Linked DNA regions of Mus musculus: regions 1, 3 and 4 are each linked to region 2. Evidence: chromatin contacts called from public Hi-C and HiChIP or PLAC-seq data. All regions are on one chromosome and are shown on one strand. Each heading gives the region's core, a stretch centred on a gene start, on an enhancer-like site or on the middle of the called end of the contact. The rest is flanking DNA. Distances are from core to core; before and after follow the strand shown. Region 1 has its middle 27 kb from the start of Jun. Region 2 has its middle 110 kb from the start of Gm32240. Region 3 overlaps Fggy (FGGY carbohydrate kinase domain containing). Region 4 overlaps Fggy (FGGY carbohydrate kinase domain containing).

Region 1 (4,865 bases), core at 2,079-4,578, 290 kb before region 2:
CATCTAGATGAAGGCTGGACTGAACAAGCTGAAAGGTCCATTGCAATTGAACTTCAACTCACCAAGTAATTGCCAAACATCTCATAACCCAGCCTTGCTGCCAGCCGTCTGTATTGGAGCAAGAGGGAAAGAGGTCATTTCAATTTTAGGGGTAGACACAGAGTGGGGAAGGAACTAGATGGCCTGTGATTGCTACTCTGCTTTCTACTCACCGTGTTAGTCTTAGTGGAGCTTCAAGACTTTTTAGGCTTTGAAAATCTCAATGCTGCAATCAAATTGGAAGTCCCGTGGAGTCTTGCTTGCTGCACTTGCTGCTTGTATTACCTTGGAAAGTTCACCAACACTCTGAGTCTCACTTTTCTTATTGGTAAAATGAGTGGCTGCCTAGAGGACCATGGGGAAGATGAGGACTGTGCAAACCTTTTGGACAGAAGCTGATTAATCAATTGTAGTGATTGGTCTCCTTAAAAAAACAAACAAACTGATTTTCTTTATCCACTGCACAATGAAATGAACCATAGAAGACTCTAGAAAATGGTTACAAGTCTCAGGTTGGCATGTGTGGAGATGACCATCTAACCTTGCTCCCTGCAGACTTGGACTCCTGTTAAGACTCCCAACTTTTCTGGAGGATGTGCATTCTCCCGTTACCTTGCATAAGCAAGCTGGGTAGACAGACGTAGGAGGGATTGCGTGTTTTCAGCAACAAGTGAGCAGAGCTGAGCGGGTGGATCTGAGCAAGAGGCCCTGCGTGTGACAGCAACGAGGGAGTGATAGTGACGTGATAATAGTAGAGCACATAGAAGAACGCACAGCTGGCCAGTCACCCAACCAGAACAGCTTTTGAGCACCGGTTGCTAAGAGCCAGATGAGCTGGGATTTTTACTCATCTTGCTAATGAAAGGGAAGAAAAAACTTGAGATTTTTGGAACTGATTGAATCAACTCCTCTGTTTGCTGTTAGTCACTTTGAAGCCATTTCATGTGTTAAACAAGTATGTTGAGTTCTTCCTGGTGTGTGTGCTTGGCTCGAGGCCCTGGGCAGATGGCAGTGAATCAAGCCCGTGCCTTCATGGAGTTTAGATTGGACTCAACTGTGTCATTTAGGAACTGAAGTGACCCACTGAGGACGTGAGAGAGAAGTTAATTGTCAGCTGAAAGTGACTCAAAGTGACTTATTGGCAAAGCTGATCAGAATCTGAGTCTTCTAAATTCCAGGTCAGGAGCTGTTCACAGACTTCTGTCTTGGTTCTTTATGTACCATCACAACAGGGTACCATTGACTAGGCAATTTATAACAGGCAAAAATCCATTAGTTCACCATCCTAAAGACTAAGAAGTCCAAGGCAGAGGAGGTAGTATCTGGCATGGGCTTCTCTTTTGCATTGTCTCGTGGTAGAAAGCCAAAGAGAGGTTGACAGAGAACAAAATGGGGCCAAACTTGTCCTTGTAGAATGAATTCAGATTAAATAATGAACCCACTACCAAGATAATGACATTAATCCATCCTTAAAGACAATGCCCCTATAGCCCAAACCATTCCTATTAGGCACCATCTCCCAACACTGTCCCATTAGAGACCAAGTGTTTAACACAAGGATTTTGGAAGAAACCATCAAACTGTAGCAACTACATTTTATTAAAGAGCCATGCACAGCATATTTTAAGCATGGCTGAGACATCATATGTCAACTAGATAAATACAATCCCCACTCTGGGGAATTCTGGATACAAGTCCCACAATGAATGAGATTTGTAGTGTCCCGGTGTTCTTGTACTCTGAGTGAGACTTGAAAGGGTGGGCAGGTGTGGTGGGATAAAGCTAGAAAGACAAGCAGGGTAACTCATACCTGGTGGGAGTCAGCAAGAAGCAGAGGAGTGGAGGTATGACTCACAAAACTTTTTATCCCCCTCCTCACCGCTCCAGGCCCTCAGTTTCCACTCATAGAATAAGTGCTTGGAATTAGGATGATCTCAGAATTCTCAAACTCTCGATTCTGTGACAAATTACTAGACAATGTTCTACAGCTAAAAAGGCCCAAAGACCGTGTAGGGACAACTCCAGAAAGTTCCTGTGGCTTCCCAATAAAACATTGAGGCTGAAACACCATTTCTTCCGTTCTCCCCTGGTCCTGAAACAAGTGCTGCCCTGCTGTGGTTATCTGTACCTCTGTAATTTTCACGGTGCCAAGGAAGGCAAGGACTGTGTGGCATCTTGCCAGGTGACAATTTTTGGGGTCTTTATATCACCTCCCCCATCAAAATACAACTGTTCTGATGTATGGAACTGACATAATCATCCCTCTGCCTCAACACCTCTCATTGGAGCATCAGCCAGTACAGATGTTTTAGGGTGATGAAATTAGTGAATCACAACTGAATACTGTATTTTTTAACAGCCAGTGACAGAGAGGTTACAGAAGAGCCTCCATTAACAAGCTCATCAATGGTGCTTTAACTGAGCATTTATAGGCAAGGAGTTGATGTTGCTTGCTGATGGTTGCCTGGTCAGAAAATAACAAATCTTAAGATGACTTCCTTCTCTCCTTTCATTTTTTTTCATTCAGTGTTCCCTAAGGGTATGGAACACAGGTGACTTTTGACAAAATTTAGTGGGATAAAATGGAATTTTAGGAATCTAAGGAGTCTCTGGGCTTCAGAGTCTAATATATGAGTTCAAATCCTCCTGGGCTTCCAACCATTGAGGTCATCTGTAGACACTTACTTTTTGTGAAACTGCTGTGTGGGTTGGAAGAAATTCTACCCCCAATAGCTCCCTGACAGGCTGTCCCTATAGGGCACGGTAATTTTAAGGCCTAGACTGTGGGGTCCTTCTCTTTTGTTAACTTTTTTTGAAGTGGAGTCTTACTCAGTTTAGGTAGTAAGAAGCCGTCTTCAGATACAATGTGCACGCCTCATCACTTTCTGTGTATTCTTCCCAGAATGTTGAAGCTGATCACCCTCGCTCCTGACACCAATCGATTTATGTTGGCTTATGTCTTTTGCCCTTTCTAATGCTACAACCTAAGTTAAGGCCTAGTGTGTCTCAAACACATCATTGCTACCTGCCACCATTGACCTTTCTCAGCACAGGCACCGACTTCAGTCAGTAGAGTATGCTGCAAAGATGGATGCTTTCCTGGAGGAGGAACTTGCCTGCACAGGTTCGGGGTAAGCCACAGCCACAGATGTACTGGCTGGAAGGCTAGAGAGCCCTTAGCAACTCCAGTTGTTCAGCATCCCGGAGAAGAGCCTGTGCGATGGGGCGTGTGGCAGCGCCTCTGCTTTCTGAGAAGGAAATTGCAGTGCCACAGACCTCACCCCATACACAGTGGCTGCAGCCAGACCTGAATACCCTTCTTATTATTCAGCGGCTGTAGAACACTCCACACAGGAAGATGACTCGCTCCTTCAATGAGATGCAGAAAGGCCTTCTGCGGAAACAATTTGAAGTGCTTAAATATCCTGTTTCTTAAACCTCCTCTTTCAAATCCCTTGGCTTGAGAGAGATCTTTATTAAAAACTGAGCTGGTTGTAACATTCGTTGAACGCCTTAGTGGGGTTTCATTTGTACTTATTATGAGGTATAGCGCTCCAGCGACCGCTCAGCTCCCTTTATGCCTTTGCCACGGAAAGGACAGATTTGTCATAGCAGTGGGAGAAAACACAATGAGCACGCTGCTTTTACAATGCACAAATATAATAAGAAGTGACAGCATACATTTGTCAAGGATCAGGTGTGGAGACAAGGCATTGCTCATACTGATTATTCCAGAGTGATTATTCCAGGGTGAAGGTGGGGGAATACAGAATGGTGAGCAACCTCTTAGCCTCGTGCAAACCCCTCTAGGAGCAGGGCAGCATAGAAACACTGCAACCAAAGGGATGGATTGACCACATTCTCATACTAAAATACAAATAGAGAGAACTCTCTTCAGTCTCTAGAATAAAGTGGATGGCGTCTATTACCTTTGGAAGGGCTCTGTTCATGTACAGCAGGTGTTCCACCAGCAACAAAAGACTTTGAATCCTCATCTCCAAAGAAAAGAAACAGAAAGAGTTAGGTATGGACCCAGATCATCAACCAAAGGGTCTTGGAGAATATTTGGCCCTAGGCTCAGGGGAGGGATACTTAGGTATAACTAGTAGTAGGATATTGGTGGAAGGCACCATGGTATCATGGGAAGTCCATGGCTTAAAACCTGACCAAATATACTTTATAATTCCAGTTGTGGTACTGACTAGCTGAGTGACCTTGTCCAGACCACTTTACTCTTTTGATATTATCTGCAAAATAATTCCTGGAGAGGTGGCACATGAATAATATCATTATTAAGACAGTCTTAGATTAGAGACTAAGATTAGTGATATTTATGAACCCCAAGTTTCTGAATTTCTGTATGTACTGTGATGAGAATATCGTATCGATAGGATTTTCTGAAGCACAACAGATTATTAGGCCCAGAAAACAGAAAACACTACATAAATGTTTTATTTATGTAAGATATTGAGTCTGGTTTGTTGGCAGAAAACCCATAAGAGAATTGGACCCTCTGTGGATTATAGTTCATGGAAGCAGTTACGGGATTTATCCTAAGAGTCTTTGGTCAGTTGTCTAGTCTTCTTGATGTGAAGCCCTATGGCCAGGTCTAAGAAGATCTTTGAAATCTTCTGGGTGGTCTGAGGATATGGATGAGTTAATTCTGTGATGAAATTTTAGGATCAGGTTTCCTTCTAAGTCTAGAGAGGCAGGAATAAGCTTGACTGCCTTAAAGTCAAGCGATCTTAGCAGCAGCATCACCACGTTCTTCCTCAACAAAGAAATCAAGTCCAAAGAGTTTTCCCACCTGGAAGTCAGTGTTGGCT
Region 2 (5,091 bases), core at 276-2,775:
TTGAAAACCATGTAGGAGGTTGCAGGGTGGAGGCCCCTGGGGACTGGGTGAGTGATCAACGCCCAGGAGCAGCCTGGGTCCTGGGAGCCTTCGCTGGTCACCACTGAGAGAAGGGCAAGCTCTCCTTGCAAAGGGGCTCTGACAGGCTAATGTAAACCAGATGTGCACCAGAGAGAGCAAGGCCTATTACTAAGTGTTGTGAAATGGCCCAGGGGAGGTAAATAAGCAAAAACAGGCCAGTTGCCTAGCAGCACATACAACAAAACAAGCAGCAGCCCAGTTGGCATTGGACCAGGCAGAGCAGCTTTCTGCAGGGGGCGGGAGAGACAGGGAGGGCTCAGTCTGATGAGACCCAAGGGGCTGGCTCTCCAGCACCTTCCAAACTCCCTGCTAGGTTATTCCTGATCCCCTGGGTACTAGGGTCTGCCATCTGATCTGCTCAGCTTGGCTCCACAGGCACAGTGACTGCTTTCAGTGAACCCCTAAGGGTCCGTGTCAGAATTTCTTAATGGGGGGAAGGAGGAGCTGTACCCACTTCTGAGAACTATAGTCTGACTATATCCATTGAGGGGGTAACAGCAGGGACAGAGCTGCAAAGATCTCCTAAAGGTCCTCAATATTCTTAACATATCCTTCAGCCACCAGTGTTCAATATCCCATGCATCTCTTGAGCTTGTAAACTAATATAAACGGGGCACTGGAATGGCTCCAAGTTAGACAGAATGGATCAAACGAGGCTCACACCTTGTTCTCAAAGGATTGACAGCTTATGGAGATAACCATGATCAAGGAATCACACGCTCAGATGCATGGCTGCAAGTGTTGCTTCATACTTTGAAAGAAAATACAGAGTAGCAAGAAACTGCAAAGCAGTGATTGAGTTTCAATAGTGTGTGAGGCAGTTTGCTTTTCAGAGGAGAAGCTGAGACATGCAAATGATTAGCACTCACCAGGAGAAAGGAGGGGCTGGCAAAGGAGAAAGCTTTGGGACATGAAGGCTCTTTGAGTGGGGGAGGGGTGCTCTGAGACAGTAGGGCTGGAAGAATGTCTGTGAAGTGGGTTGTGAGGTAGAGAAGTAGAGAGGGAACAGGTCACTTGAGACACAGGAGATCACAGAATGATGGAGGATTTAGTCTCAAGTTCAATGAGAAATGAATGGGGTTTATTTACTGAAAACTAATTCAGTAGTGTACGAGTCCTGACTTATTAGTTTCACATTTGTTAAAGATTACTCCTGGGTACAACACGGCCGTCCTGAAAAGGAATGAGAGAGGGGACAGGAAAGTTTGTCAAGGCGGATAGGATTATCAGCAAACTGAAAACAGACAAGTTCATGAACTAGCTCAGGGTCACAGGCAGGGCTGGGATCCAAGCCTAGACTTGCACGGTACCAATCAGGCTAGTGTTTCCAGGTTCCCGATTCTTCTTCAGACCAATTCTACAGAAACTTTCTCACCCTTATCTGACCCTCTGGGGGAGGAGTGCATCCCTTCCCAGCTGGAGGATGAGTAAGCACTGACTGGACTGTAAAGGCCCCGTCAACACTGTAGACAAGGATGCCTTTCTTGCCTGCTACCTAGCTAGCCCTTCCTTGTAGTGGGAGACCACTGTGCCTACTCTCCCAGCACTAGCCATCTTCATCTGTACCTGGCCCTTAGAGAACACCAGCCTGGCAATGTGGTGCTATGAAGAGATTCGGCTTGCAATCAAGCCTGGAGTTTGAGTTCTGGATCTATCTGTCTGTCCTGAGCTTCCCCTTCGAGATGGCTCTGTGTCCTGAACAAGTCACTCAACCCTTGTAATTGGAATAGTAATGCTTGACTTCTGCTATTAGTACCAATAGAAAATATGACTCAAATTCCTTTGCTTCTCCCTTCCCTTCTCCTTTTCCCTCTCCCTACCTCTCATCAAACTTTTTGACAATTTTGCTAGCTTCACTCTGGGCAGTATACCTCCAAGGGAGATCACTGCTGTGCAATATCTCAGGTGGACAAGAACAGGCCAAACTGAAGACTGTCCATGAGATTTGATAGATGACCTCTCTATCCACTGAAGGGCAGAGAGGCCTGAGTCCTGGGAGAGGAGGGGAGTCTACTTTGCAGGGCATCTCTGCTGTCTTAGTTAGGGTTTCTATTGATGTAATAAAATGTCGTAACTGAAAGTAACTTGGGCAGGAAATAATTTATTTCAAGGTTACAGTTCCATGTCACAGCCCATTGTCAAAGGGAGTTGAATAGAAAAATAAAAAATAAAAAAATAAAAAAGGGAAAGGACATGACTACACCTAGGTATGGCAGAGGAGAAAGTTTATTATAGATAAAAGGGAGACATAGCCAGGAACAGGGACATCTGGGAGATTCCAGAGTAGTTATGACCTGGGCCAGGCCACATGGAGAGAAGGTGTGGGGAGGGGAGATCAAGACCAAGAGGCCAAGAAGGTAAAGGGTAAATGAAAAGTCGAGGTAACTAAAAGATTGAATTATATAGGAAAGAGCAGCTGGGGGGAAGGGCTAGGGCTTAGGTTAGATGGAAGGATATGGCAGCCATAACTTGTACCAGGTACTGGATGAGGGATATAGGGAGAGCCTGGTGGCCAGGTTTGCTTTGATATATTGGGTAGGCACTTTAGCCTTTTGTTCTGGGCTTGAGATGTAACAAAAGTCAGGACTGGAACACAAGGCAAGAGCCTGGAAGTAAGAACTGAAGCCGAAAGCATGGAGGAGGGCTTCTTAGTGGCTTGCTCAGCATGCTTTATTTAATCCTGGGACCACCAGCCCAGGGACTGCACTGGCTCCACTGAGCAGAGCCCTCCCTCATTAATCATCAATAAAGACAAGGCTCCATACTGTTATTTGTAAGACAATCTGATGGGGATATTTTCTCAGCTGAGGTTCCCTCTTCCCGAATGAGTCTAGCTTATGTCGAACAGACATAAAACTAGCAGTACAGAGGCATTGATGAGAAGCAAGCAGTTACTTGATTCTAGCATTTAACACCTTTGGAGGCTGGAGAAGGCAGGTGGTGGAGCCTTGAACACCTATAGGTGGTAGAGCTTTAGGGGGGGGGGTCAACTTGAAAAGCCATGACACACATTTAGGAGACAGTCAAGGGCCACTCTTCCTGGTAGAGGGGAAGTCCACTTTGTAGGGCATCTCTGCTGTAATGCAAGCAATATGTATAAACATAACTGTTAATCTCCTGTTGTAATTGTTGTCTATGAGGCTTACTGCATCATCTGATAACCTAGTCCTAGTCCTGGATGCTTCTAGCCTCCATACAATCTAATCTAGGCCTGGGCTGTTTTTAAGCCTCTGAGACTTACTTCAGAATAAACTCACCTCTTCATATTCTTCCTGATCTCTGCCAGGCTGATCCAACTCAGCTGTTCTGACTCAAACTCCTCTCCAAGCTGACAGATTCAAATTGTGCTCTCTCTCTCTCTCTCTCTCTCTCTCTCTCTCTCTCTCTCTCTCTCTCTCTCTCTCTCTCTTTCTCTCTCTGCTTCTCCTGAATGGATTTGTCTACTTAACCTCACACTAACTTTGGCAATATATTCTACTCTATTGGCTTCTTCTCATTCTCTGGTTCATTCTCTGGCTCATTCTGTCTTCACCTGTGTTTAGCTTTTTCACTCTTTAATCTGTCTCTGTAAAGCTCTCTTGGTAAAACTGACTGCCCACTCTTGTTTTTATTTTTTTATTTTTTCTGCGCTGTTCTTTCTTAAGTAGTCTCCCTTTCCTCTCTCTTCTCCTGAGAGTTGGGTGTATCCTATTCTGTCAAATTTTACTCTGATTCATCACTTTGTCTGCCACTCTATTAGACATTACTTTCAAACATGGGTGCTTCCTTCTATAAACTAACTTTACTTTCATTGTTTGGAGTTAAAGGTGTGTAATAAGGGCACGTCTGTATTCTTCCCAGAAGGATTAAAGGTGTGTGCCAAGGCTGAACCATAACACAACTAGAAACAGCATTTTTTTAAAAAAATAACACAATCTTGAGGTTTACAGTGTGATCAACTATCCTTCAACAAGTATCAGTGATCTACATGAGGCCCTCCTGTCTTCAGTTCCCCACCCCCTTTTTTTTTTCTGGGAATGCTCTGTTTGCTGACCTGGTAGAGTATAAGTAGGACTTCACATATAGGGATACTAAATTAGCTAAAATCAGTAACTTGACACTTCGTGTAGGAGAGCAACTCATGAGTGTTTCAAATTAAATGTGAATTCTTTTCCAGAGGAGCCCTTTAAAAAAGTTTATTTTTATTGTATGTGAATGAGTGTTTGTTTGCATGGATGTATTTGTACCATGTGTGTTCCTGGTGCCTGTGTAAGCCAGAAGAGAGCTTCAGGTCCCCAGGAACTGTAGTTAAAATGGTCATGAGCTGCTATGCTGATGCTGGGAACTGAACATAGGTCCTCTGCAAGAGTAAGACATGTTCTGAACTACTGAGCCATCCTTAACCCCCAAACCAACACCAGCACAGAAGACTTTTCTTTTTCTTTATTATTTCTCTTTCTCACTCTTTTTTGGAACAGAGTTTTATGTGGAACAAGATACAAGAAATACTTCAATCAAGAAAATCAAATCAATACATCAATCAAGAAAAACAAACAAAAAAATAATGAACATGACCAAAATGTGTAAGAACTCAGGGAATTATTCAACAGAACCCTAAGAATAGAAAGAGATAAGGTGAAAAGTAAAATTACAGAGAATCTATTCAATGAAAATATAGCAGGATATTCTTCAAATATATAGATAAAAATGGACATCCAATTGCAAGAGGCTTTTAGGACTCCAGATAGACATGATCAGAGAATAATACTAGAGCAAACATGTTAAAATACAAATATAATTAAAAGTTGTTCAAGGAAAATACCAAATCACCTACAAAGATAAATACATTACAACAATATCAGATCTTTCATCAGCAGTCAGAAAAACTAGAAAAGCATGGAACAATATATTTCAAGCCATGAAGGCGAATAAGTCTCAAAGCAAGCTGGCATCTCCTATAACATTTTAAAATTGACAGAGAACTAAGAATATCTCAAGATAGCTCAAAATAATTTCATGATCATTAAGCCA
Region 3 (4,886 bases), core at 2,012-4,511, 470 kb after region 2:
CCTTCCTTAGTGTTGGGTACATACACATAGCCCTCCTCCAGGGTGGTAGTCAGACTGGTGTTCTTCATGGTCACTTTCACCAAGATTTCCAGAGCAGAGAGACTACTTGGTAAAGCACAGCTATCCCAAGAAGATGACATCCCCAAGATGAGATTTTTTTTTAGTAAGGTGAGAGATGAAATGTTTGGCCAGATGAAAACTGAATCTGGGCACTAGCAGGTTTAAAGCACTGGCCATGGCTCCTTCCCCTTTTAAGTGTCTAAGATTAGCCATTTAAGAATTGGCTTTGTGCTTGAGTTGGATGGATACATTAAAAGCCAATGTCAAACCAGCAGATGCGGTACATTCAATCCATGAAGAGGCAAGGGATGATGGGGAAGAAGCTGGGTAGATGCCTCAAGTTAAGAGCACTTGCTCTTTTCTAGAGGACCCAGCACCCATGTCTGGCAAATTGAAACTTCTCATTAACACTTGCTTCAGAGCAGAGACTGCCTCACCTGGGGATCCCATGTAAAGCCACCAAACCCAGACCCTATTGTGGATGCCCAGAGTGCTTTCTGGGAAGCCTGATAAGGCCATCTCCTGAGAGGCTCTGCTAGAGCCTGATAAATACAGAGGCCGAATACAGCCAACCATTGGACTGAGCGCAGGGTCCCTAATTGAAGAGTTGGAGAAGGGACTGAAGAAGCTGAGAGGACTTGCAGCCCCATGGAGGGAGCAACAGTGTCAACTGGCCAGACTCCCTGGAGTTCTCGGGGACTGGAACACCAACCAAAGAGTACACATGGAGGGACCCATGGCTCCAGCTACATATGTGGCAGAGGATGGCCTTGTTGGACATCAGTGGGAGGAGAGGCTCTTGGGCCTGAGGGTATTGGATGGCCCAGTGTAGGGGAATGCCATGGAGGGAAGATGAGTGGATAGGTGATTGGGGAAGGACCCTCATAAAGGCAGGGGGAGGAGGGATGGGATAGGGCATTTCTGAAGGGGAGTCCTGGAAAGTGTCTATGGATTTCTCAGCAAGAGGAGAGAGGACACACAGTGCCACACTGTGCAGCTGCTCAGAAGCTGCAGCTGGCCAAGAAGGAGCTCTGTAAGCTGCACTTACATAGCCCGTGACCTCCCAAACTGTCAGGCAGCAGAGCCAATGGACATGCCATCAACAGACTCAGATGAACCATCAGCTCCAATCCTGTAGACAACTGGCTATAAAGTAGCCAAAATGAGAATAGTGATTATTTCTCCATTCAATCAATCAATAAAACTCACACTCGTTCAGTACTATTCCAGAGCCTTCAGATCCTTCCCTCTGCCTGCCTATTCCTTTGTTCTTAGGAATGACATGATTTTACACATCTTCTGCTTCATTGATGATGACCCAGACACTGAGAGTCTGGTGACTCCATAGTGAGTTTTCTTATATTTTGCTTGTATTGCAGCCAGAACATGGTGTCTTATGCAGCTTTGTCCTAAGAACTTAGACCTCTGCTGAGGTTCTCACGACAATGTATTGCCATTTTGGGATTGACTATCAGACATCACAACTCCTGAGAAGTTAGCCAAAGCCAGGATGGTTTTCACCTCTCTCCCCCAAGTCTAAAAGGTACTCAGGTACTCAGTGGAATACTTACAGAGGGCCCCTGTTCTAGATAGAATTGATTTTCAACCTCTCTGAGTAGTTCTTTTGGTACTTCCCTGCCTCTTATCAGGCAACTGTTCTGATCTTTCAGAAACCAAGACAGTTGCTTTGCATCTAAGATCTCAGTTAATGGCCCTGAAACCCTAGGAGGCAGCTGTTATGTAAAGTCTCCTGGGGTGAGGAGGGAGCATCAATTAATACAAATGCCTTGAGTGTAAACATCAGTTATCTTCTTACATCAACCCATTAGAGACACAAATTGAAAACTGAGCAGTCTTCGTGGTTCAGCATAAGAAATGAGACTCAGGTTTTTTTCCACCCAAGCCTACTTCCATTTTCAGCTGCTCCCTCCCTCATGGAGACATCTTTGCATCTTACAAGGATTAACGAGACTTGTCTGTACTTTGAACTCAGACAGAAATGTGGATTAAATATTCCCTAGTAACATAATAAAGAGTACAGGGAGTCATAGACTCAGCACATGGCAAGGCAAGACTGTCTTGAAGCCTGAAGAGATGAAAAAGGACAGCCCAGAGTTGCTTTCTATTCTAACCTGCCTATAGATTTTTTTCAACATCCTGGCAGGAAAATTTTCCTGTCTGTCTTTTCAAGAGGGGAGCCAGACAGGGACCAGGCTAATCACTTGCTACACAGACCTGTTATTCATAGGTGAACAAGACGGTCCTCTTCTGTACTATGGCTAAGGGTATAGCCTCAGTGTCCAGCTTCCCATCCCGAGTTCTGCACACGGAAGGCCGTTCTGTCCTGCCAGGACTCAATACTTTGCTACTTTACCATCCTATGAGTCAAGTAAGAAAGAAGAAAATAGCTCCTACTCAAGAGCTATTTGTCTGTCCCTAAAGTGAGAGCCAGGTTCTCAGTTTGCCAGACCAGTGGCAAGCCAGACTATATCACATGCAGAGATCATGGGTTCTCTGGAATTGACAAGTCTGAAAGCCAGGCCAGTTCCTTATCTTACCACCTAGTGAGTGTAGAGAGAGGGAAAATCTAGGGACTCCTGAAGTGAACTTAACTCAGTCATAGAGTTTTTCTGACAGAGCCTTACCCATGCAGTCCATAGCCCTTCCCTAGAAACCTACTTCCCTGGAAATGGTAAAAATCTAGGAGGTGAATGGCTGCTTCCCTGGAGCCCCCAGATGTGCTTTGACTCCATAGTTGCTGAATTGCTCAGAGGTGACCCCTTACAACAGAAAGACGTGAAGGTCCAGATCAGATCTGCATCCTGCCACATAACATCCATGCAGCCATGGAAAGGCATTGACCTCCAAGAGACATGGTTTCTTGTCAGTAAACTAGGAAATTCCAAGACCACAGAGATTACCAGTACAAACGCATTCAACTGTAGTAACTTCTTGGCAAATAGTCACCCCCCTCCACGCCCACTGTGTGCCTTTGTTCGCCTTTTTTTTTTATTTAAAAAATAAGGGCAATTATCATTCTCTTTGGTTTGCAAACTGAATACAAATTAATAGCGTGCAGTTTCCATTTAAGCCACCCTCAGAGAGCTGTGCTGTATCATGCCATATATTTTACTGACAGTTGTTTTCGTCCCTTCTCTTTTCTCCTAAGGAAGTCCAGATGGGCCCAAGTACTTTCTCATACCCCAAAAGATCTACTCCAAGGGCTGGAATCAGGCCTGCTTCCCATCCAGATGATCTATTCATAACAAAAGCTGCCTCCTGGCCATTGCCCACAGCTGAATCCTGTTACTCTGAAGCCAGCATTTCATTTGTTTCTGATTGTCCTACAGTGTTTGCATACCTTATATATTAGTAGAGATTTTTTTTTTTGCACACAGACAGGGGTTAAGCACCCCCAAATTAACTTTTCCTCAATATCCTTTCTCCTTTGAGTCTCTGTATTACTGCTTCGGTGTTACAAACCACCTCTCTTTCCTATGATCTTATTTAAATGTAAAACAGTTTTTCTTTCAACTTAACCTCACAGCACTGCTGTTGCCTGTAGAAAAGAGGGAGGGTGTAACAGGAATTGTTTGATTATGCCCCTGCCCCACATTTCCTTACATAGGATAGTCCACAACTTTATTAAATGGACAGGCTGCATATCTATTCATGGCCCACAAGAGCTGAGCTGAAAGAGTCTCTGACTCTATTTTTTGCAACTTTTTTTTTTAAATCAAGTTGTTTCGAAAGAGAATGTCGTAGAGTCAGATTTGGTTAAATCCTGGTTTGGTCTTAGTTGTAACACACATTAAGTTAGAACTTAAGAGTTAATGCTCTGAACCTATTCTTTTTTTTTTTTTTTTCCTTTTTCATCAAAACTGAGTATAATGGACTCAGGCTTACCCGGATCTTAAGGCTAGGGGCAAAAAATGTGAAACTGGGCACCTGGAGATGGAGACTTGTTCCTTCTAGCAATTTCAGGTCTCCCAGGACTGATGCATGGTAGACTCAGGGGCCTACGGTACTGCTGACAGGAAGGAGGGCTGGGATCACTTCTGTACATCTGTCACATTTGTGATGTCCCTGGGTACGCAAGGAATAGGGCATTTCATCCTGTCTTCTCTATACCTGCCATTTCCTCTTGACTTCATGCTGTCTCGCCATTCATCAGTCTCCTTTTAAAGATGTATACGGTGAGCCTTGCCCTGGCATCTCAGCTGGGCTTGACAAACACTTTTGTTTATTTATAAACAAACGTTTATAAAGTCACAAAGGGAGGTACCACATCTAGATAGCTTTTAGTGCTCTTTGCCTAGCCATTTTAAACTTACCTTTTTATGTTAAGCCAAAACTGGAAGAAGAGTTCTACAGAGCAGATTTCTTCTTGTCTAGATTTGCATGAATGTCCTCTTAGCCATACCTGGAACACAGTGACTTGTTTGAGAGGATATGTCCAAAAGACAATAGCTAGTGCCCGTGCACAGAGATGGTGACTTTTTAAGATTTTCATGTATTTGGGAGAGCACTATAATAAAATTATGTTACTCTCCTCTTTCTCCCTCCAAAAGCTCCTATATAGCTTTCATTGTTCTTTTTCAAGCTCATGGCCTCTTTTTCATTAATTGTTGTTTATCTATTTATTTATTTTTTAACTATTTTTCTATTGCTCTATCTATCTATCCATCTGTCTGTGTAGGTCTGTCTGCCTGTCTATCATCTCTCATCTATCTATTGGCTGGTACTGGAAACCTATCCAACTGCCCAGTGCTAGTGAAGTCATGGATCTTGGATGAGAACCTACAGCCACCACCTTACCAAACCAA
Region 4 (4,765 bases), core at 1,533-4,032, 270 kb after region 2:
ATTAACATGGTCATACTCATGTCAAACAATCCATGTTCACTCAGGACTTCCTCTACTCCCTGTGAACCACTAAGAGCAAACAGGGAGGATGGGAATGACAACTCAACAGGTGTCTGGGTTATTTAAAAATCTGCTTTTATTGGTTACTGGCTTAAAGAGAAGGTATCACTCCCAAGTGAATGAAAGAATGAAAGCTGGTACTCATGTTTATGTGAGCTCTCGAGGGGAAAAAAGTCAGGGACCCAGGGAGCCAGGAAGACCCACCTGCTGAGCCTGGGAGCCCTGTCATGCTCAGGGGAGGCTGTGAGCTTTATTATTCTTGCTTCTCCATTTTCTTCTTCACCTGCCACAGGGCCAAAAGGGAGCAAACACAGATGGCAAATCATGGTGAGTAAAGCAGAAGCTATCACTTTTAATGAAGGTTTTTTTTTTTTGTCTCTTTTTCTTCCTTTTTATTGGGGTAAATATCCAGGAAGCAGTAACTGAACATCTGCTGGCTGACTTGTTTTAGAATCCCCAAGAGCGTAGTGGCTGAGAAACCCTCATTATTCTAAGGTGAGGGTGCAGACTGCTCAGGTTAAAATTATACCACAGGAGCTCAGACCCCCTTGCTGACCAGGGGGCAGCTGGGCTGTGCTAGTGAGGTTAGTGTCAGGAGGCTGCCCCATGTGAGTCTGGAGAGAGAGCCCTGGGAGAATCCTGTGTCTTGTGGCTCATACCACGAGCAGCCCCAAGGGCCCAGGTGTGGGCCCAGGCCCTGAGGGTTCTCTGGTCAGGTTTCCTTGTAACTCATCGGGGGTCTGTCAGGAAAATAGATCATCTAACACACTCTTGATCTTGCCTCTCCTGGGTCTCCTCCTGATTCCCAGTCATCTCACCATGGTTCTGGTATAAGTGCTTCTTCTTAAAATGTCAAGCCTCTGCAGCAAAAGGGAGGGGGGCTAAGGCTCAGGGTTACACAGGTGTTGAGTTCAGGCCCAGCTGCTCCAGTGAAGTGTGGGGAATACCTTCTGCTTCCAGATGTTGGTCTTCCTGTCAGTGTAATTTGGTGTCCCCGTAGTGATGGGCCTAGTGTGAAACAAAAAGCTTGCCTTTTAGACTCTCCTCTGGCTCAGGAGCATTGCAGAGACTCCCATGTGCTTGCGTCCACTCATAGAGAGGAGTGGAAGCGCGTGGCTGCATACACTGCTTGGCACAGGATACCTATGAGGCTGATTTGCTGTATGCCTGGCTAGGAAATGATTCTTCTTTTGGTTCCAAGGCTTGTGGATTCAGATTCACGGAGTAAATGCTCATCTCTTATGGCTCCGGCTCCATCTCTGCTCCCCTCTGCCCTCTTATTGTCTCAGCGTTGCTTAAGTCAAATTGTAATCAGGTGCTTAATTTCTGACGCCCATCCAGGAGTGGGAACAGAATGTGCTACGCGTGCCTGTTCTCTGACCACCTTGCTCAGTGCCAATAAAACCTTTGGGAAGTTAAATAAATAAATACACAGCCCCCAGCTAGGTAGTTGGATTCCCCTTTTCTGCCCACTTTGGAGAATGAATTTCTTGGCTGTCTGAGCAGGTCTGCTTGTCTTCACATGGCTTTTGCACTTGTCCACCACAGGTAGAGGGGACCATGATGTCTGGCAGAGACCAGGAACCAAGTCGCTACTATGTGGGCATCGATGTGGGAACAGGTAGTGTCCGTGCGGCTCTAGTGGACCAGAGAGGGCTCCTTTTGGCTTTCGCAGAGCAGCCAATTAAGAAGTGGGAGCCTCAATTCAACCACCACGAGCAGTCCTCAGAGGATATCTGGGCGGCATGCTGCCTTGTCACAAAGGTAAGAGCAGAACCGCGGCAGCCCCTCCCTGTGCATGCCCCCGCTGCTCAGCAGTTTCGTATGCGGGTACTCGGTCTGCACAAAGCATTAGAGGTAAATGGAGGCATGTGGCTGGGTGGGGTAGGCTTTGCCTTTCAGAAGCAAACCTTACTGTGAGTGACAGACAGCTGAAATGTGCTGGGAGGACTGCTGCAGCCAGTTCACAGAGCTAGAGCTGACTCTCAGGGCATGGTGGCAACGAAGACAGTGCAGACGATGTGGAAGCCTGAGCTGTGGAAACGAGGAAGGAAGAGTCATGGCGGCACCCAGTGTGTCTCTGTTGTATGCCAGTGTGTTAGCACATACTGTGGTGAATCCTTGGAACTTGGTGGAACTAGCCTTACAGCTAGCACTAATGCTGCCCCCAGGTCATTTTGTTCCAGGAGGAGATGGGGAGTGGAGTGCTGGTCAGCTTACCCGGTCATCAGGAGTTAGTGACTGGCAGCAGCAGGGCAAGAACCTAAACGTCTGATTCCTATTAACCATGAGCTCTGTATCCTCCCAGTTGGACACACAAGGGTCAGTGCATTGTGGGTAGGAGAAACAATGAGGGGCAGAAAACTATGGCATGCTCTAAGAAAGCATCTTCATATGAGCCCCACACATGCTCATCTTGAGTGGCCTGTGATAAGCCTGGGCTTGCTGTCTTAAGGAAGCAGGTGACGCTGGCTGTGACTAGTTCATGTCTCAATCATTAGTTTTAGTTTGTGATATTACTATGACTTCATATTTTGGTGATCATTAACAACAGACATTCTTTTATCTCCCTTTCCATCCCCCAAAAGGAAAAAAAAAATGAAACCCTGAGTTCTGGTCTTTCTCCCTGTTTCTAGTTGAGGTCCTTAAATATTCATGAAGTGCTTGGTAATTTTCAGCTGGACAGTCACCCATTTTTTTCTGTATTGATTGGTCTGGTTAAACTTTGATGAGCTCTGAGCAGCTGTTAGTGCCCCAGAGAAAACCACAGAGAGGTGGGTTGCGCTACCCAGACACTCTGCAGAAATAAAAGAGAGGTCATCTTCTCTTCTGCCTGTTTAATTTTCCTCTTCTCTCCCCACTCCCAGTCTCTGCCTCCATCAAAATCTTCTGCTCTTTGCCCTTGGGTCTCTTTTGTTCTTCTAACACTCTTGCCATTAAGGAAATTGTCAAGAAGAAAATATAGTTCCCTGATGAAGAGTTCCCTGAAAGCAGATCTACTCCAGCACAGCTTGGCTTAATGGCAGACTTTTAATCATCTCCCAGTGGTGGTCAGCTCATCATTTGTGTCAGCCCTGGTAGCCACAGAAGTGCAGGGCATTAGTGCTCAGCCAATACCTCTCACTGCAGCCGAGCTGCAGAAAGCCCATGGGCCTTAGGTCGTGCCTCACACATTGTATATGGAGATGTGCTGGAGTGTGATGTGTCTGCTCACAACCTCATGTGAGGAGGAGCTTCAAGGAGGCCTTTTTGATACTCGGAGTAGTCTGCAATTGAACTGCCTGGGTAGGAGTCCCTGACTTAGCAATGTGTAGCTGTGATCTTGGACTCATTACCATTTCTTGCCCAGTTTCCTTCTCAATAAAAGAAGATTAATGAGAGTCCCCAACTTCAGAAGACTCTTGTGGTGATTACAGTTTATAAAACGTCCCAGCAGTGTCAGGGGTTAAACAACCACTGTTGCCGGTGGTGGGCATGGTAACAAGGTGAGCAGATAGGGAGTGGATTTCTGAGACAAAAGAGAAGAAATGCAGGTGCGAGAGAATGCCTCTGGGAAACGTCCACCCGTCCCTCTGCCCAGGGCTCCTTCTGTGGAAGCCTTAAGCAGTGGTCTAGGACTTGAACTGCTGCCTCTTCTACCCTGGCCTGCCTTTGCTTCGTCAGTGGCTCCGGAAAGCAGAGATCTTGAGAACAATGGTGAACTGTCTTTCTTTTTTCTTTTTCTTTTTCCCTCCTGAGAGATGTTTTTCCCCTAGTCCAGTTAGTAAGAAGAGTAACAGTAGTAATGACAAGGCGGTGATGATGTCAGCAGCTTATATTCGTTGCTGATTGACCATGTGCTAGATGTGTGCTCAATACTGTGTGCCCATCACGTCACTTGGTCCTTATAACAACCTTTGCGGACAGTTTTTCTTCTCATGAAGATGAAAAAAGAAGGCTTTGAAGTAGTTCAGACAAGGGCTTTTAAGATGACTCAGAGACAGGTCTTCAGGCCTCTTTCTCCCCAGCCTCAGCCCTTCCCTGTGAGTCCTGCTTGCAGTTAGAGGTGTTGTAGGTTGCTACTGTGTGGGGCCAGGAACTTACCTTGTTAACTAAGCACTGCATGGTCGTGCCTTTTCCCAGGCTGCTGCTTCTGGGAAAATGTGGGCCCTTAAAATTGGTATGCTTTTATTAGGCCAGTACTCAATACAGCTAAAACGTTCTCTGGAAACACGCAAGTCCTAGGAGACACATACAATCCCATATCTTAAAGTGTGCTTTTTGGGTCTACTGTATCAAGGAAACATCACAAGTTTTTAGATTTCCACTGGGAAAAAGATAAGCTGAAAGAATCATCATATATCCAATGGTCATTTGTTAATTGCTCTTATTTTTATGTTTGTATATATGCATTTATGCATATGTTATGCACATGTTCATATGGGTGCACATTTGCATACAGGCATGCATGTATGTGCATGTGTGTACAGGTATGCTTGGTTGTGTGCACAGGTGTACGTGTGTGAGCGTATATGCAGTGTGTATGTGCTTGATGACAACCTGGGATGTCAGTTCTTAGGATCCATCCATATCCTTTTTGAGACAGAGTCTCTCCCAGGGGCCTGAGCTCACCTAGAAGGTTATGTTGGCTGGCCATTGAGCCCTAGTGATGCTCTGATCTAGACCTCCCAGCACCAGGATTGAAAGCAACAAGCCAGCTGTTTTT

What was found. HiChIP or PLAC-seq counts read pairs in DNA pulled down with a chosen protein or histone mark. Hi-C and Micro-C count contacts between places; a contact is called where the count stands out from the background.
Region 1: a CTCF HiChIP or PLAC-seq map of the NIH/3T3 cell line shows a contact between it and region 2, with 8 read pairs. The contact joins two enhancer-like sites. A contact is called at or near these places in 1 of 15 datasets of contacts at CTCF or cohesin (the NIH/3T3 cell line), 5 of 484 Hi-C or Micro-C datasets (the C2C12 cell line, bone marrow-derived macrophages, embryonic stem cells and 1 more) and 1 of 115 datasets of contacts at active chromatin or transcription factors (the NIH/3T3 cell line).
Region 3: a Hi-C map of uterus shows a contact between it and region 2, with 2.6 times the contacts expected there. The contact joins two enhancer-like sites. A contact is called at or near these places in 2 of 15 datasets of contacts at CTCF or cohesin (the NIH/3T3 cell line and pro-B cells), 5 of 484 Hi-C or Micro-C datasets (the 63-12 cell line, CD8 T cells, bone marrow-derived macrophages and 1 more), 4 of 115 datasets of contacts at active chromatin or transcription factors (the 230-238 cell line, embryonic basal ganglia, embryonic stem cells and 1 more) and 2 of 9 other capture datasets (embryonic tail and embryonic trunk).
Region 4: a Hi-C map of liver shows a contact between it and region 2, with 2.2 times the contacts expected there. The contact joins two enhancer-like sites. A contact is called at or near these places in 1 of 15 datasets of contacts at CTCF or cohesin (the NIH/3T3 cell line), 2 of 484 Hi-C or Micro-C datasets (both in liver), 1 of 115 datasets of contacts at active chromatin or transcription factors (the 230-238 cell line) and 2 of 9 other capture datasets (adipose tissue and macrophages).

What each region holds. Positions count from the first base shown.
Region 1 is chr4:95,022,778-95,027,642 of GRCm38.p6, forward strand. No RefSeq gene overlaps it. Among named protein-coding and RNA genes, the nearest start is that of Jun, 27 kb to the right of the region's middle. Within about 2 kb of position 3,329, at least 38 of the 459 cell types and tissues checked have an H3K27ac peak or open chromatin away from gene starts, as enhancers often do. A contact at or near this core is called in the C2C12 cell line and the NIH/3T3 cell line, where this site is marked.
Region 2 is chr4:95,317,821-95,322,911 of GRCm38.p6, forward strand. No RefSeq gene overlaps it. Among named protein-coding and RNA genes, the nearest start is that of Gm32240, 110 kb to the left of the region's middle. RefSeq lists an enhancer at 1-914. Within about 2 kb of position 1,526, at least 109 of the 459 cell types and tissues checked have an H3K27ac peak or open chromatin away from gene starts, as enhancers often do. A contact at or near this core is called in the C2C12 cell line, the NIH/3T3 cell line, liver and 1 more, where this site is marked.
Region 3 is chr4:95,785,785-95,790,670 of GRCm38.p6, forward strand. All of the region lies in intron 8 of Fggy (FGGY carbohydrate kinase domain containing), which reads left to right. Among named protein-coding and RNA genes, the nearest start is that of Hook1, 180 kb to the right of the region's middle. Within about 2 kb of position 3,262, at least 10 of the 459 cell types and tissues checked have an H3K27ac peak or open chromatin away from gene starts, as enhancers often do. A contact at or near this core is called in uterus, where this site is marked.
Region 4 is chr4:95,583,624-95,588,388 of GRCm38.p6, forward strand. Fggy (FGGY carbohydrate kinase domain containing) reads left to right here. Exons shown (of 16, transcript NM_001113412.1): 2 at 1,609-1,824. The coding sequence starts at 1,621. Among named protein-coding and RNA genes, the nearest start is that of Fggy, 28 kb to the left of the region's middle. Within about 2 kb of position 2,783, at least 9 of the 459 cell types and tissues checked have an H3K27ac peak or open chromatin away from gene starts, as enhancers often do. A contact at or near this core is called in liver, where this site is marked.